Linked DNA regions of Rattus norvegicus: all the other regions are linked to region 3. A link is a contact called in public Hi-C data. All regions are on one chromosome and are shown on one strand. Each heading gives the region's core, a stretch centred on a gene start, on an enhancer-like site or on the middle of the called end of the contact. The rest is flanking DNA. Distances are from core to core; before and after follow the strand shown.

Region 1 (3,554 bases), core at 1,015-3,514, 400 kb before region 3:
GAAGAACTCATGCTCATCACACTTGGGGATAGAAAGCTGTGTGGTCACTGTAGAAATCAGAATGGTAATTCATTAAAAAACTAAAAGCAGAATTATCACGTGACCCAGCCACACGACTTTTGGGTATATACTTGAAGGACTTGACAGGTGCATACCACAAATGTACATGCACATCTGTGTTTGTTGTACTGTTCCTAGAGCCAACTGAAATATCAGTGAACAGAGTAATGGTAAAGAAAATGTGATATGTATATGCAGTGGAATTTTATGCAGCCAAAACGAAAACAGAAATCATGAGATTTGCAGGAAAATGACCAGAACTAGAAATTACAGTGTTAAATGAAATAAGCCAGGCTCAAAAAGACAAATGCTTCATCTCTTTTTCTGATTAGGTAGAGCCTAGACTTAAATATTTAATGCACACACACGTGTATCTTTACATTTATATAATTTATAGACATATGTATGTATGTATTTATGTGTATATATTTATAATGTGGGGTTTAGGTCATGGTCTCAGATAGGGGATCATGAGAGAGGAGGAGGAGCTCTTAAGAGAGGCAAGAAATAGGGTAATGGCATTGATACAATAAGAGGGAGGCATGGAAAAGTAACTGGAGAAGCAATGGATCCACCCGAAGTGGAAGAAGGAACATGGCAAGGACAGCAGGAAGGCAGAATGAATTTGAACACAGTGTAATTCTGCCAGGGAACTGACTGACTGCTGGTCTCAGATGGCCTCACTTACATATTTAGCATCTGGCACCAGCTGTCAGCCAAGAACAAGTTAATTTCTCTCAATGTGAGGAGACTGTGCCTCCCACAGATATGTGGAAAGTGCGTCGCTAGTTTTAGTTGTCACCGCTGTGTGGAAGAGGACAGAGATGCTGCTGAACATAACATCATCCACAAGTCAGCCTCCTGCAATAGGAAGGTACCTAGCCTAAAATCGTACATTTACATACAATATCTTCCTTGTGTTTATAATAACCATAGCAGATGGGTGGCACCCTCATTATCTATGAATGAGAGAGTACCACTCTGAGGAGGTAAATAGCCAGCAGGAGTTCATAGTAGCAAAGGGAAGAGCTGGGCCTAAATGTGCACATATGGTGACTCTTAAAGAATACAATGGAGCTGAACATCTCACTTAGAATGTTGACCTCCATAGAAGATCCAGTTTTCTAACCAGTAAGACACACCCAGGCAACAGTCCAAACTTCTCATCTTCTGTTTTCTTAGTCAAATCCCCTAGAAACAGAGTCCAAAGCAAGGACTCAAGGTTTGCGCTTTATGGAGAAGGCCCAGTCCTGGGATTGCAAAACTGAGAAGAAGAGAAAGTGAGGCAGAGAAGAGTGGGAAGCAGCTCAAGGTAGGTTGTTCTAGCGAGAATGCCTGCCCACATGGGGAGCTAAACAGTTGTGTGCTGTGGACAGTGCTCTCTGGTTTAGGCTGCTGGAAAGAGGACGGAAAAAAAACCACAGGTTGTGGTTTGTGCTGTACAGTGCTACCCTCTCTGATACTCACTTGCTCACACTCAAAAGTTACATCACCTATTTCCTGTAACGGAGACTTTGGGAGCCATGCCTTTCGTACAATTTGGTCTTCTGAGTCTAAGAGTGCTATGGCCTTGGGTCGAGGGTCAAGAAAGCACTAATCAGTGAGGTTCTCATCCTCTGCACCCACCCAAGTACAGGAACTCTGAACTCATTGGTTTGACATAGTTAACAGTTTTTCCCCAGATTAATTGTCCTTCACAGAAAGTATTTCTTGGATAAGCAGTAAATATTAAAAACCAAAGCCCCTTATTAAGAGAAGGATGAATATCACAGGAGAGACTGAAGCCAAGGAGGTATAGTGGCATACACCTAATATTCCAATGCTGAGAGGTTGAAGAATTGCAGTAGGAATCAGGCTACACAGTGAGCTCAAGGCAAGCCTGAGAATAGGTGGCAAGGCATGATACTTATCTGTTTTGCCTCAAGACAGTGCTGCCCATATTTGGGGGGAAACCCTTCCTTCCCCTCCTTACCTCCGAAGTCATCTGTTCTCCAGAGTCAATGGCTTCAGATTTGGAATATCACTGATTGGGAAGCTATCCCAAGTCATCTCACAAATCTATTGTCCAAATCCTCGTTAAAACAGCACATGAAATGTTGTTCTGGGAAATGAGCATGATGACTCAGATGTATGTGTACATCAATGAGAACAGGACTGGCCAGTGTCCCTCAGGTCACTGCATTCCTAATAAGCTAGCTGGGGACCACATTTGCTAGTTGGCAGACACAGAACATCATTGCCTCACACTGTCCACTAAATCTCTTCAGTTTGTTTCACAGGCAGCGAAAAGGCTTCTCTTTCTCTCTACTCTGACCTCCCCTTGATTGCTTGGACTCAGCTCACACACTTAACGTCATTGAATTTATTCTGAGATTGCACAACCCTAAGTGTTCAGGGTGTGCATTTCTGGGTAGTCCATGTGCTCACTGGTGATTGTAGAATATAAAATAGTAAATCTCACTAGAGGGCTCATTCAGCTAGGTGAAGCAAGCAAATGAAAAGTGGTCAGGTAAGATCCAAACCTGTGAGGCAAGAACTCTGTTGAGCTGGGAATTCATTCAGAAGACAGCTTTTCTTAGCTTGACCTAGCTGCTGCCATGCAAAATGAAGACCAGAGTTGATAGGTCTTCTGGCTTAAAAAAAAAAAAAAAAAAAAAAAAAAAAAAGCAAGTTGAAAGTCTGTATATTTGCTGGATATACTCCATTTTTTGTTGGCCCCCTAATTCACAAAATTTTAACATATAGTATTGGCCAAAAAAATAATAATAACAATAAATTAAAGAATCTGTAGACTGGGTTCAGCTCACGACAGGCTTCAAGTTTGCAAGCTTCCCCTGTGGGGATTGAGGACTTACTCAGTACTGGTTTTAATCAGACAAAAATGCAAAATGACTTACATTATCTCGGATTTAAGACCATGGCATTTATTTTCAATACTCCCTTGTTAATCACAGGCTCGATACTTTTAAAGCCAAAAGAATCCTTAGGGTTACACTGTTTAGTCTTTTTGTTTCACGGAGGAGGAACGTGTGATTCAGAAACAAGAAGTCACTTGAATTTTAGATAAATTTCTGAAAAACAATTGTAAAAGCTCAGATTCCTAGGAGTGGAATGATCCATTCTGGTCCACTGAGTCTGGGTTTCTCAATATGAGCACTAGTGCTGCTTTAGAACAGAATTGTTGACACGGGCGAGGCTGAGACTCAAGTCTCTTAATTCTTAGCACAATGTCCTCCTTCAAGCCTGAAGGTCTTTCTTATTATTATTATCTTAATTTATATTCATTATTACTGTGTGTGTGTGTGTGTGTGTGTGTGTGTGTGTATTCGAGTGTGCGTGTGTGGACTTGCCATGGTAAGCAAATGGAGGTCAGAGAATAAATCGTGGGAGTCAATTCTCAACTTCTCTCATGTGAATTCTAGAAATCAAACCCAGACATCAGGCTTTGTATAACAAATATCTACCCACTGTGTCATCTGCCCAGTCCTCAAGCC
Region 2 (3,531 bases), core at 145-2,644, 270 kb before region 3:
TGTCCTGTAAAGAGAGATCTCAGTGTGTGCTTTGTGGTTTCTTCTGACCACCTGGTCACATTAACTAGAAACACAAAACGAGCACATAATAGCATCGATAGAATCGTCTTACAATGAATGTGTCACAAAGAGGCAAAGAAAATAGAGGGAAACAAACAAACAAAACAAAACCACCCGGAAGAATCTGGAAAGGTTTGCTGAAGGAGAGGTCTGGGATTGACGCTAGGAAAAGGAGCACAGCATGTCAGAGCAGACCAGTGTAGGAAAGGTCCCAGTAGAGAAGGCAGGAGGTCATTGGTGAGAAGGGGCAGAATCTTTCATTCAGAACCATGACCCATCTTCTTCCCAGACATCAGTCAAATAAAAGGCTTTTAAAAAAGCAAAAAAAGCTTCGGTCTCCAAGTCCTCTCTGTACAATGTTATTTTACCCCTTGTTATCGCTAACTATTCAGGAGTGCCACAATGATTAACCAATGTTTCTTCAAACTCCATACTGATAAGGCTTGTGTTTGAGATGCAAACCCTGAGTGCTGTTTATTCAGTGGGACTTGGGAAGAAGCCGGAAACTCATCATTTAATAAGGGCCCCCAGGAGAATCTCATCTTTGGAAAACTCTGACAAAGGCAGGGCTAGCTAGACCCTGAAGTCCAGCACTCGTCCCAAACCCTGTGAGGAGGAGGTAGATTCCAATCGCAGTGGGCCAGCCTCCTGATCCATTAACAGTTAAACTGGGTTAGCTGCTACTCTATTCCTGAGAGAATGTGACTTTTCTGCTCCAGGTCCCTCCCCAGTATTCCTATCTTTGCCCTCTCAATCCAGAAAGGTGGATATTTTCTCTGTGCTACAGACACAGAAACCAATGAGCAAGGGGTTTGGAAAAGTTGCAGATAACTAGTTTGTAAACAACGGGGTTGGAATTCTAATCAAATACTCTGGAATCCAAACCCTTGCCATCTGCTTGGTCCCTGGGAAGGTAGAGTCTGCCTTTCCAGAAGGAGTCTGAACAAGTTCTAGCTGTGGTTGACTTCTGCAAGCCCCTGCCCAGGAGCATACCCATTTTACAATGACCTCACTCTGACCTCTGGCACCCCCACCCCACCTGCTTTATCCTAAGCAGCCATCCATAAACATCCTGTTTGTGTCTTGCCACTCTGTTGCAATTTTCCACCCGGATTATTTGTGGCTATAACAAGCAAGGCCACGCCAACCTCTGGCATTAAAAGAAGCATGAGCTTTCATTCCTGAGGTAATGAGACCATTTTTTCCAGGTTCCTTCCTCTAAAGTTCATGAACTTAATAAAAAAGTAAAATAAGACCCAGCTCTATTACAGTGCAGATCAGTGCAGCAGGAAGCCAGGGCTGATTGAGGAAAGGCAGTGCCTGGAGGGAGAAGGAAGCCAGGGCCATTGCTTTACCTTCCACCCAGTCCTGAGGGCGCTTCTGTAGAAGACCTGAGCAGCCTCCAAGCATCCTAAGTAGCACCTCCCAGGAGACCATCAATAAGATCACAGGAACAAAATGGACCTTAAGATACAGACAGTTACATTTCATCTCTCTTGAAAATTAACTTCTGGGAAAGGCTGACAGTTAGCTCTTCAAAGTAATGAGGAATGCAGGTACACCCAACCTCGCACCCCAGGCATCCTGAATAGAACAAATGACCCAGGAGATGAGGAACACAGGCAGTGCTTTTTCTGCTTTGTCATTCTCTTGCTTCTAGAAGCTTCTTAATGTCAAATTCTCAATGCCAACTCCGTCAGTGTTTCTGTAGCTGCCAAGTGCACAGATTGTCTTACAATAGTTCTTGTCCCCATTCCAAATTATCCTTCCTTGGAGACACTTCCCAAAGTCCATTATTCCAACATAGCACTCCAACCTTGGGAAGTTCACTACTGATGAAAATCCTTAGTAGTTCATTGCCAAGAGTACGGTGGCTAATGCAACAAGATTTTGCAGTGGAAAGCACAGGACTCAACTACAAATACAGCATGGGAGGAGCAAAGTGAAAGTTGGTGACTGGAAAATGATTAAGATAAATACTATGAGTGAAGGGAGACTCCGGCTAACTGAATATTCTTCCTAGCCAGACATTAACTGGGAGGGGGGAGTCTAGAGAGAATGAAACTGGTAAGACACTGAAGGTGATCAGAAGTGGAGGAGTTGAGGGTAGTTCTTGGCAAACTAACTCAAGGGGTATACAGACAAGGAGAGAGAAAGTTCAGGAGCTGGGCTGAAGTTAGGTCAAGTCTCTTTGTTAGTCTTTCTGGGCTCCTCCAGGGCAGTGGTTCTCAACCTTCCTACTGCTGTGACCCTTTAATACAGCTCCTCATGTTGTGATGACTCCCCGCAACCCCAACCCCAACCATAAAATTTATTTTTGTAGCTACTTCATATCTGTACTTTTGTCACTGTAATGAATCACAATGTAAAAACCTGATATGCAGGATATCTGATATGCTACCCCCCAAAGGGCTCTCAATCCACAGATTGAGAACCATTGCTCCAGTGACAGGATTTCCCATTGTTCTCTTTACTCAGAAAACTCATTCTAACCCTCAGTTGAGCAGACCTCAAGACTCCTGCCTGGTTTTTTCTTTCCATAGGCTGTGTCTCCCCTCCTTCCTTGTCCAGTCTACATGGTCCTCCCAAGAGTCTACAGAACTTCAGTTTTCGCCACCTCTCCTTTGGTCCTACTCTCAGGAACACAAAAACTACTTAGCAGTCTCTTTTAGCTTCAATCTACCTCTCAAGGTCAGAATGAGGGCCACATGCCAAAGGATTCTTAAACCTCTAGATAGCTGTGTGACACACCTGGGCACTCTGTAGACACTCTTACCAGCCAAGGCCATGTTTGCCATCAAGCAGGCTTGCACTTGAATCCCGGCAATAGCTGTGTGCCCTGAGCCAAGTCTGGCATCGTGCAATAAAACAGAAAACTCTTCTGGTCATAGAGAAGATTTAGAAACGAAGATGTCAACAGCCTATTAGAGGCATTGTGCTTGCCTTAAATGAAAATGGTATGTCTGGGCTACAAGGCCTCTTCTCGTTGCCCACAGACTAGGTGGTTTTGAATCAGAAACTTCACTCATTGGAATCAGAGGAACTCCCCTGATGACAGGTTTAAGACCTGCTAGGCTCCCAAAACCTGGGCAATTGCCTCCTAATTCTCAGCTAAGACCACTGAGAAGATTGCAGAGAGATTCAGGAAATAACAATCAGGCATTCCGAAAGCCTGGAAGGTTTTTGTGTAAGGGAGAGACATCGTGCAGAAATCAGTGCTCCAAGCCCAAGGACCCAACCCAGATGTGGTAGGCAGTGCCTGTGAGAAGTGTGCTGCATTTCCTATGAATGAAGCCATGGGGCCAAGAGAACAATGTCCTCATTGATGAAGAAAGGTCACTGGAATTCCAAGGACACTTGGAGCCTTTCACTGGGCTATGCAGAGATGCCTAATATTAATCCTACGTAATGAGTCCTTGACAACTCCGCTTCTAATGTGCCTGACAGTGGCTCCATTGCTCATCCACTGTG
Region 3 (3,842 bases), core at 772-3,271:
GGGATCTACATAACTATAGAAAAACTCCCCTAAGGGGTTGGGATTTAGCTCAGAGGTAGAGCGCTTGCTTAGGAAGCGCAAGGCCCTGGGTTCGGTCCCCAGCTCCGGAAAAAAAAAAAAACCTCCCCTAGCCTTTCAGACTGTAATCTTCCCTCCAACGGTCTCTACCAGAAGAGAGCCATTCTTAATTTTAAATTCTAAGAAACACACCGGCTCACAAAATTCTATGTGGGTAGTTGGGCAAGAACAAGAGGCCACTGCCTAAGAGTCCTCAGTAAGGGGAGCTAAGCCAGGTAGCCACAGTCAGCCCCGACAAAATCCCTTCCAAAGGGATGGAGTCTCCGTGCAGGAGTTCTATTTTGGGGGAACTGAACTGGGAACACAGATGTTTCTTCCGTTAGCAGTGCTGGCAGAACAGCTCCTGGACGGCATCCGAGTTCTTAATGCAGGAAGGGGCCTCACAGACCATCTACTTGAATCCACTCATTCAACTGAGGAGGAAACTGAGGCCAAAGGGGTAGTTAGGTGGCACGCCCAGCTGGTAGCAGCGGGGCGATGCTCTGGTGACAAGTTTTGCATACTTTTACATCAAAAGTCGCTTTAAAGGAAAAAGTCCCATTTTTACTTCAACCCTGGAACTATGGTGGATTTACGTCAATTGCTTCTCTCTTCCCCCTAGCCTGGTTCAATAAATCCTTCTCTCTTTCCCACTCCAATTCCTGTGCCTCCGGCTGCCCCTTTCAGCTGAAGTTTTCATCTGTTCTGATAAACAGAACGCTAGGGCCTCAACTTTGAGGCAGTGTAGCTCAACTGTGGCCCCCAAGCAAGACTGTGACTGCCTTTCTTTCAGTGGCCTCCCGGCACAAGTGAGCTAGTTTAAAACTGATGCCCGCGAAGCGGTCTATCATCCGGCACACAGTAGGCGCTCAACAAGTGATGTGCTCCTTGTAGCCCAGCACCTGGGTAGAGCCACGTTCCACCCTCTGCGGCTTTCAGCCAAGCGAGTAGCGAGTGACAAGGCCAGCTAGTGCGACTGGCCCTGCAAGGCAGCGCGACGGAAGGGGTGGATGTTTACATGCAGCCGGGGCCAGCAGCGCCACTCCGGTAGGAGCCCGCCTTGCCGGGAGACCGAGATGGGTCTCACTCGCGGACGCAGGGCGGAGAGCCACAGGTTTCCTCCAGATCTTGGAGCTCGAGCTCACACCTCCTTAGGGGTGATCTTCAGCTGGGAGTCCGTCACCCCTAAGGAGGTGGTTCCAGCTACCGCGAAAGCACAAGCACGCCCCAACTTGAAATCGCAGGCCGGGATTGAAATTGGGGTCCGGGAGGGCGGGGAGCTCGCGGCCAGCACGGCGCCCGGTGGTGGGGGAGATGGCTGCGGGACCCTGGGGGCTGACAGCGCGGCAGGGCCCGGGGTCGGGGGCCGGGAGGGGGGGTTGGGTGGGACTGGTGGGGCTGCGCTCACCCATGAAGAGGCAGAAGAGGTCGAGGCAGATGAGCAGCACCCGCTTGCTGCCGCCTTTCCTCGGGTTGTTGTTGAGCGCCGGGCTACCGCCGTTCTTACTCTCAGGGACGATCGCCTTGTCGTACTTGTAGCTTTGCATGGCGCTGGCTGCGGGGAGCCTCCCGGGGCGCTGCGGGCCGCCGCTGCTCAGGAGCGGATCTGCGGGCTCGGGACGCGGCGGCGAGTGTACAGCCCGGCCGAGTAGCTCCAACTGCAGACGCGGGTAGGTTTCCCCCTGAGCGCCTCTGCTTTCCTCTCAACCCCAAACTGTTCGCTAGTCCAAAGGGAAGAGAGCCAAATCCCGAGCAGGAACTTTTGCAAAACTGTGCTGTCCCGGACGCGCCGGGCTGGCGTGCGTCTGCGTGCTGAAGTTTGCGAGTGGGCAGCGTCGGCGTCCGGCCACGATCCTCCGCAGCTACTTAATGAATGGAGCAGCGCGGAGCCCTGCAACTCCGCAGCGTCCTGCAGCTAGCTCTCCACAGCGTCTGCCCAACTCCAACTCTGCCTCCTCCTTCTGCTCCTCCTCCTGCTGCTGCCGCCCGGGCTGCCGCTGTGATCGCTCGGTTTGTTTTCTGAGCTTATATTTCACGAGCGCCTTTAAAAGGCGAGGGGGGAGGAGAGGGACCTCCTTACTTGGCTCCAACAGGGTTCTGAAAGCACAGCCCCTTCCTTAAGCTGCCTAAAACGTAGGATAATTAAGGCCACATTTCCCCCACCCCCTTTCAAAAAAAAAAAAAAAAAAACCTGAAAGAAAAAGTTGCTCTCAAACCAGAGAATCCGGGAGCCCCTAGCGTTCAGAAACTCCAAAGCATCACAAAAGGGGGGGAAAACCATATAAATAAAAAGAAGCACTTTCTTGCTGGCCTTTGATTAGATGTGGGGAGAGGGTCGGTGGGAGGTCTACAATACTAAAATGCTTGCTTGCCTGCTTGCTTGCTTGCTTGCTTTATTTATTTATTTATTTATTTATTTATTTATTTATTTATTTACAAATTTCAGCCTTGAGTTGAATTATCCTAAAAATACAATTTTCAATTTAAGGTGGGTTTGTTGTTTTGGTTTTAACGTTCAGCACCGGATAGTTGTGTTAGATTCGGAAGATCCTGTGGTGTAAAAGATTCCGGAGCCAGACCCACCCTTCCCCACCGTCCCACCCACCCACCTCTGCTCTAGAATCCTGACTATGTCTCTGTGCCTTCATTTCCCAGCGAGTAGACTGCAGTCACGGAAGTATTTCTCCCCAGGCAGTCATGGTGGGGGAGATAACTGATTATTTCACACGCGCTTCTGTAAGAGAGCTTGTACACCAGAAGAGCTTCGTAAGTTGGGCCAATACTTCTATTTCTGAATTGGAAAACCAAAGCCAAGCCCACCCCCCTCTGCTAGTCCAGCTGGCCTCCAGCATACCCCAGCCTATTTGGCCTTGACTTTCAAGGAATCTGCTGTTTCCCCTTGAATGTGCTGATGATCCTCATGATGTTGATTACTTTTATATGAGTTGATCCCCACCCTCACCCCACCCTGGTCAAGAAAGAGAATTAACATTTGAAAGGCCCTTACACCTTCAATAGTATCTAGCCTGAGCGTACTACAATGTACAAAAGCACATTTCTTCCAAGGGTCGTTATAATACCGAGATGGAAATGGTTCCACCGTTCTAGCATTGTTGTTGTTTGTTTGAGACAGGGTCTCTCTATCTTTATATAGCCCTGGCTGCCTTAGAACTCACTTTTAGACCAGGCTGTCCTCAAACTCACAGAGATCTGCCTGCCTCTGCCTTTCGAGAGCTGGAATTAAAGGCAACTGGTTCTAGCTTTTAAAAAAAAGATGACTTATGTATATATTATTCTATATCAATCCGTACAGATTAGTGTTTTGCCTGCATGTATGTCTGTGCACCATGTGCTACCCACAAAGGCCATAGGGCTGTCAGATCCTGGAACTGGAGTTACAGATGTTTGGGAGCCAATGTGTGGATCCTGGGAACCAAATCTGGGTCCTCTGAAAGAACACTAATTGTTCTTAGTCACTGAGCCATCTCCCCAGCTCCAAGTTCTAGCTTTTGGATACGCAGTACAAATCTGACTGCCTTATTGAACCATTCTGTAACTCTGTATCCCACCGTCAGCCCCCTGGAGCATCCCTTTCACTGCACAGCCCTGCCTCCTACCCTTCTGCCTATGTTATAAGCCTTCCTCCCAACTAGCGAACCATTTCCCCTCTGGTGCACCCCGATCTTTCACCCTCTCTCCTTGTCCTGCTTGATTCCTGCACAGAATTAATTTTACCTTCAATGTTCTGTCTAGGCCACTCTTGTCACACTCACTCTAATTTGGTG
Region 4 (3,760 bases), core at 623-3,122, 470 kb before region 3:
ACAGAGCCCAGAGCGTTTGATTGAAAATGTCCAGCCCTCTGCAGGATGCTGGGCCCCAGTAGGAGACAGAGCCAGGAGGGCCAGGTGCATTGTAAACACTGCTTGTTCCCATGACCCCCAGGGAGCCTTGCCTCCTTTGCCCTTGACAAGTCCATAAAAATTATGTGCCAGAAGAAAAAAAAAAAAAGAACAAGAATTTGTTCATATCAGAGAATTTTGTTCCTTGGCTATTTCCTTTGTGGGTAGAACAAATATCAGAAGGCTCAAGTTGTGCTTGGCCATTTATACCGTATGCCTCTCCCAAGGCTTTCGGCCTAATTAATATGCAAAGTGCGCGATGAGGCAGAAAGTGGCCCTGGAAACATCCTTTCTTTGGCTGCTTTATTTATTGCATTTCATTCCATTGTTTTGTTTATGCAGTCAATATCTCTCCTCTTCCCACAAAGAATTTGGGATAGCTTGCAAAAATGTGTCAATAAAAAAATAAATAAATCTCCTTATGTCATTGGAAGAAGCAGATCCAAGTTCCTCTAAATTTGAGCAGGGTGGAGAGGAGCTGTATTCCTACTCTGGGTGGAGGCCGAGTCCCACTTGCCAGGAAAGGAATTACGGCGGGTGTTTTTCCTACCTTTTAATCGAAGGGATCGATGATATCAGAAATCCTCGTCATGGCTGTTTCTGTGCTTTCAAAGTGCCATCCTCTCCAGGACAGTCCTCCCTGAGATGCTGGGACTTCTCCCACAGTTTCTCAAATGTGACCGCTGCAGACTTTGTGGCTTGCCCCAGGCAGCTGTAAGGAACTCAGTTCTCTCTGCACCTGCTAACAGTGTGTCTATTAACATCATTTAAATTTTGCCTGCCTCTCCAACTTCCCACTTTATAGTGAGCGTATTCTAGCTTCTCATGTAATCTCCAGAGCAGTCTTTCAAAGTAGATGTGTTTGCTCCTCTTGTTTTAAAGTTGAATGGAGGGGAGAGTAGGGGGTGGGAGTCAGGGGGTGGGGGGAGGTGAGCCACAGAGGTACAAAGTAACTTGCTTGGTGCTACAGAGTAAGTGGCAGAAGTCGGGAATTGTGTCCAGGGTAAGTGGTTGCAGGATCCTTACCATTATCCATTAGGGGTATAGGGGCTCCCAACATCTTGTGCAGAAGGTGATTCTTGCTCTTTGAGGCTTTTCCTGGAGCTAGTGAGATGGATCAATGGTTAGGTGCATTGACTGCTCTTCCAAGAGGACCTGGTTTAGTTTCCAGCACCACCATGGAAGCTCATAAATACTAACTCTAAGATTAATAAAACATCTGCTCCAGTTGAAGTTCAGTTCAACCAAGCTTGAAAATTAGCATACATGTAGGGCTTTGTTCAGGCGCATTGGCATTCTTTGTGGGTGGCATATACAGAAAGGAGGAAAGAGATGTAGGGTTCAGCAGCTCAGGAAGCTAACTTACGCCACTTTTGCAAAAGTGAGGCAGTTGACCCTTTAGAAAAGTATGGGATTGGTTTTGCCTTTCTTACACATGCTGAGTCTGGATGAGGGAAAATGTGAAGAGAAGACTCAGTAAGGACACAAGGAGCTGATGCTGACACCCATATTTAACATACTCCCTACACCTGAGGTAGAGAGCTACTCATCATTGTATCTATGCAGGTCCCAGCCTTTAAAAGCCCAGCACCTTCACCCCCAGGTAGGATAATTAAGGCTCACTTAGCAAAGCAAAGAAACACAACAAAGGTCAACTGAGCTGGCATTGGACTTCACGGTTGCTGACTGCAAAGGCTATTTCTTTTCTACATTAAGCCACCTCCCTCAGGCACATTATAAACTGTATGACAGCATGTATGTGGTAATCTTTTGAAGACCAGAAATACACACTCCTAGAACTGAATCTCTTCCAGAACTGCACATTCTCATCTTCTCCCAAACAACCAACTCCCTCGGAGCCAACACACCCACTTGTTCTCATTTTCCAAATGTTTACTTGGATGTAGTCACCAATTACATACTGGGTAGATGTCATCTGGAAAAGAAGTCATGGTCATTGTCAGGGAGAGAGAGAGAGAGAGAGAGAGAGAGAGAGAGAGAGAGACAGAGACAGAGACAGAGACAGAGACAGAGACAGAGACAGAGACAGAGACAGAGACACAGAGAGAGACAGAGAGAGACAGAGAGAGAGACAGAGAGACAGAGAGAGAGAGGAGAGAGAGAGACAGAGAGAGAAGAGAGAAGAAAGAGAAAGGAGAGAGAGGGGGGAAGAAAGAGAAAGAGGAGAGAAAGGGGGAGAAAGAGAGGAGAAGGGGGAAAGAGATGGGGGGGGGGACTATGTTTCTCAAATAGGGCTTGATGTTAACCAAGAGTTGAAGCTATTATCTCAAAACAAAACACAAAAAGGCATTTTTTTCCTCCGAATATGGTGCATTGCCTCAGGGCTATCTATCGGGGGCTGCCTAAGGTGAAAACTACTTTCACAAACATGGAAAGAAGTTGTTGCTTTCCTCATTTTGTCAAAAAGCTTGTAGACACCGAGGGAACCACACCAGCAACAGGTAAATCCAGAAGGAGTGCGATTGCTGGTGCTTCAGTGGGAATCGGGGCAGGGACACCAAGCGCATTAACAGTGTTGTCATTTAACGCAATGTGCCTATGGTTTGAGAACAAAGGAAAAAAGCAACTTCTCACTAAGACACCATGCATGGGGTGATGAAAACACTAATTTTATTGCTTGAACAACTGCAAACTCTGGCTATTTAGAATTGAACACATGCCATATACTTTTTCTCAAAAATTAACCAAAAGATCCTGTCATTTCAAGGAAAACAACTCATGGTCTATTTGCTGATGATTCGATCCAAGCTCTCAGACAAAAGCTAAAGTCCTAGAAAACTTGCATCTGCCTTCCTGAACTCAACATTGCACAAACACAGACCTCTCTCTTGGATGAGATTGATGGTGATAATAAGGAATGTGATTTTTTTTGACATTGTATAATGAAATAAGTCAACGTTTGGAAGATCTACATAATTCAGTTCACTGATATTTTCCATATGGCCAGTACATGCTGTTCCAAAATTATATATGAGCAAAACAATCCCTTCAAAGGAAAAAGGATACCAATAGATTATATTGCAGCTAAATACGAAAAGCTCATCTTTGTGGCTTCAGATTTCAAATGACAACTCACCTGTAAAAATTTACCAGATGTCACATTTTGGGGTAGAATTAAGGAATACTCATAATTATTCTCAAAGAATTATAAATTATCTAAAAATGATTGTAAAGCAATCGTAATTCTTATCTAAGTTTTTATCTGTGTGAGGTTAGCTTTTCTTTGTAGACTACATATACTGCTTTGCTCAATGTCAGACTGCAGAACTAGCCAGGGGACCTGTGTGTCTTTGGCGAAATCTGTCATTAGATGTTTGCAAAACATGTAAAACAGTGTCACATTTCTCACTAATTGTTTTTTTAGAAAAGTCTTAAAATGCCATTGTCATAAGCGTGCAATATATTTATTGTTTCTTTAAAGTTAATACTTTTATGATTTCTTAGTCTTAATTTTCAATATCAATAAATATAACCAACAGAAACAAAAGTATTTTGCCTCCTCAACAGAGTTCAAGAACTTAGTGGATTCTTGAAGCCAGCGATATCTGAGGATATTCTCAACCCAGTCTAGGCTTAGCTAGTTAATACTGAAAGCAGAGGCAAAAATTTTCCAAATAAACTCTTCAATTTAAAACAATGAACGGACTGAGAGAACGCATAT

The links. A called contact is a pair of places that touch in the nucleus more often than the background predicts.
Region 1: a contact with region 3 is called in a Hi-C map of liver, with 5 times the contacts expected there. The contact joins the enhancer-like site here to the promoter of Plpp3 in region 3. A contact is called at or near these places in 5 of 12 Hi-C or Micro-C datasets (hepatocytes, kidney, liver and 2 more) and 1 of 1 datasets of contacts at active chromatin or transcription factors (oligodendrocytes).
Region 2: a Hi-C map of psoas muscle shows a contact between it and region 3, with 4 times the contacts expected there. The contact joins the enhancer-like site here to the promoter of Plpp3 in region 3. A contact is called at or near these places in 4 of 12 Hi-C or Micro-C datasets (kidney, liver, mammary epithelial cells and 1 more).
Region 4: a Hi-C map of psoas muscle shows a contact between it and region 3, with 2.2 times the contacts expected there. The contact joins the enhancer-like site here to the promoter of Plpp3 in region 3. A contact is called at or near these places in 4 of 12 Hi-C or Micro-C datasets (frontal cortex, liver, mammary epithelial cells and 1 more) and 1 of 1 datasets of contacts at active chromatin or transcription factors (oligodendrocytes).

Annotation. Positions count from the first base shown.
Region 1 is chr5:125,559,146-125,562,699 of GRCr8, reverse strand. No RefSeq gene overlaps it. Among named protein-coding and RNA genes, the nearest start is that of Rpl32l3, 310 kb to the left of the region's middle. Within about 2 kb of position 2,264, at least 9 of the 93 cell types and tissues checked have an H3K27ac peak or open chromatin away from gene starts, as enhancers often do.
Region 2 is chr5:125,419,179-125,422,709 of GRCr8, reverse strand. No RefSeq gene overlaps it. Among named protein-coding and RNA genes, the nearest start is that of Plpp3, 260 kb to the right of the region's middle. Within about 2 kb of position 1,394, at least 4 of the 93 cell types and tissues checked have an H3K27ac peak or open chromatin away from gene starts, as enhancers often do.
Region 3 is chr5:125,154,179-125,158,020 of GRCr8, reverse strand. It overlaps Plpp3 (phospholipid phosphatase 3), which reads right to left and starts at 2,021. Exons shown (of 6, transcript NM_138905.2): 1 at 1,466-2,021. The coding sequence starts at 1,604.
Region 4 is chr5:125,623,148-125,626,907 of GRCr8, reverse strand. No RefSeq gene overlaps it. Among named protein-coding and RNA genes, the nearest start is that of Rpl32l3, 250 kb to the left of the region's middle. Within about 2 kb of position 1,872, at least 15 of the 93 cell types and tissues checked have an H3K27ac peak or open chromatin away from gene starts, as enhancers often do.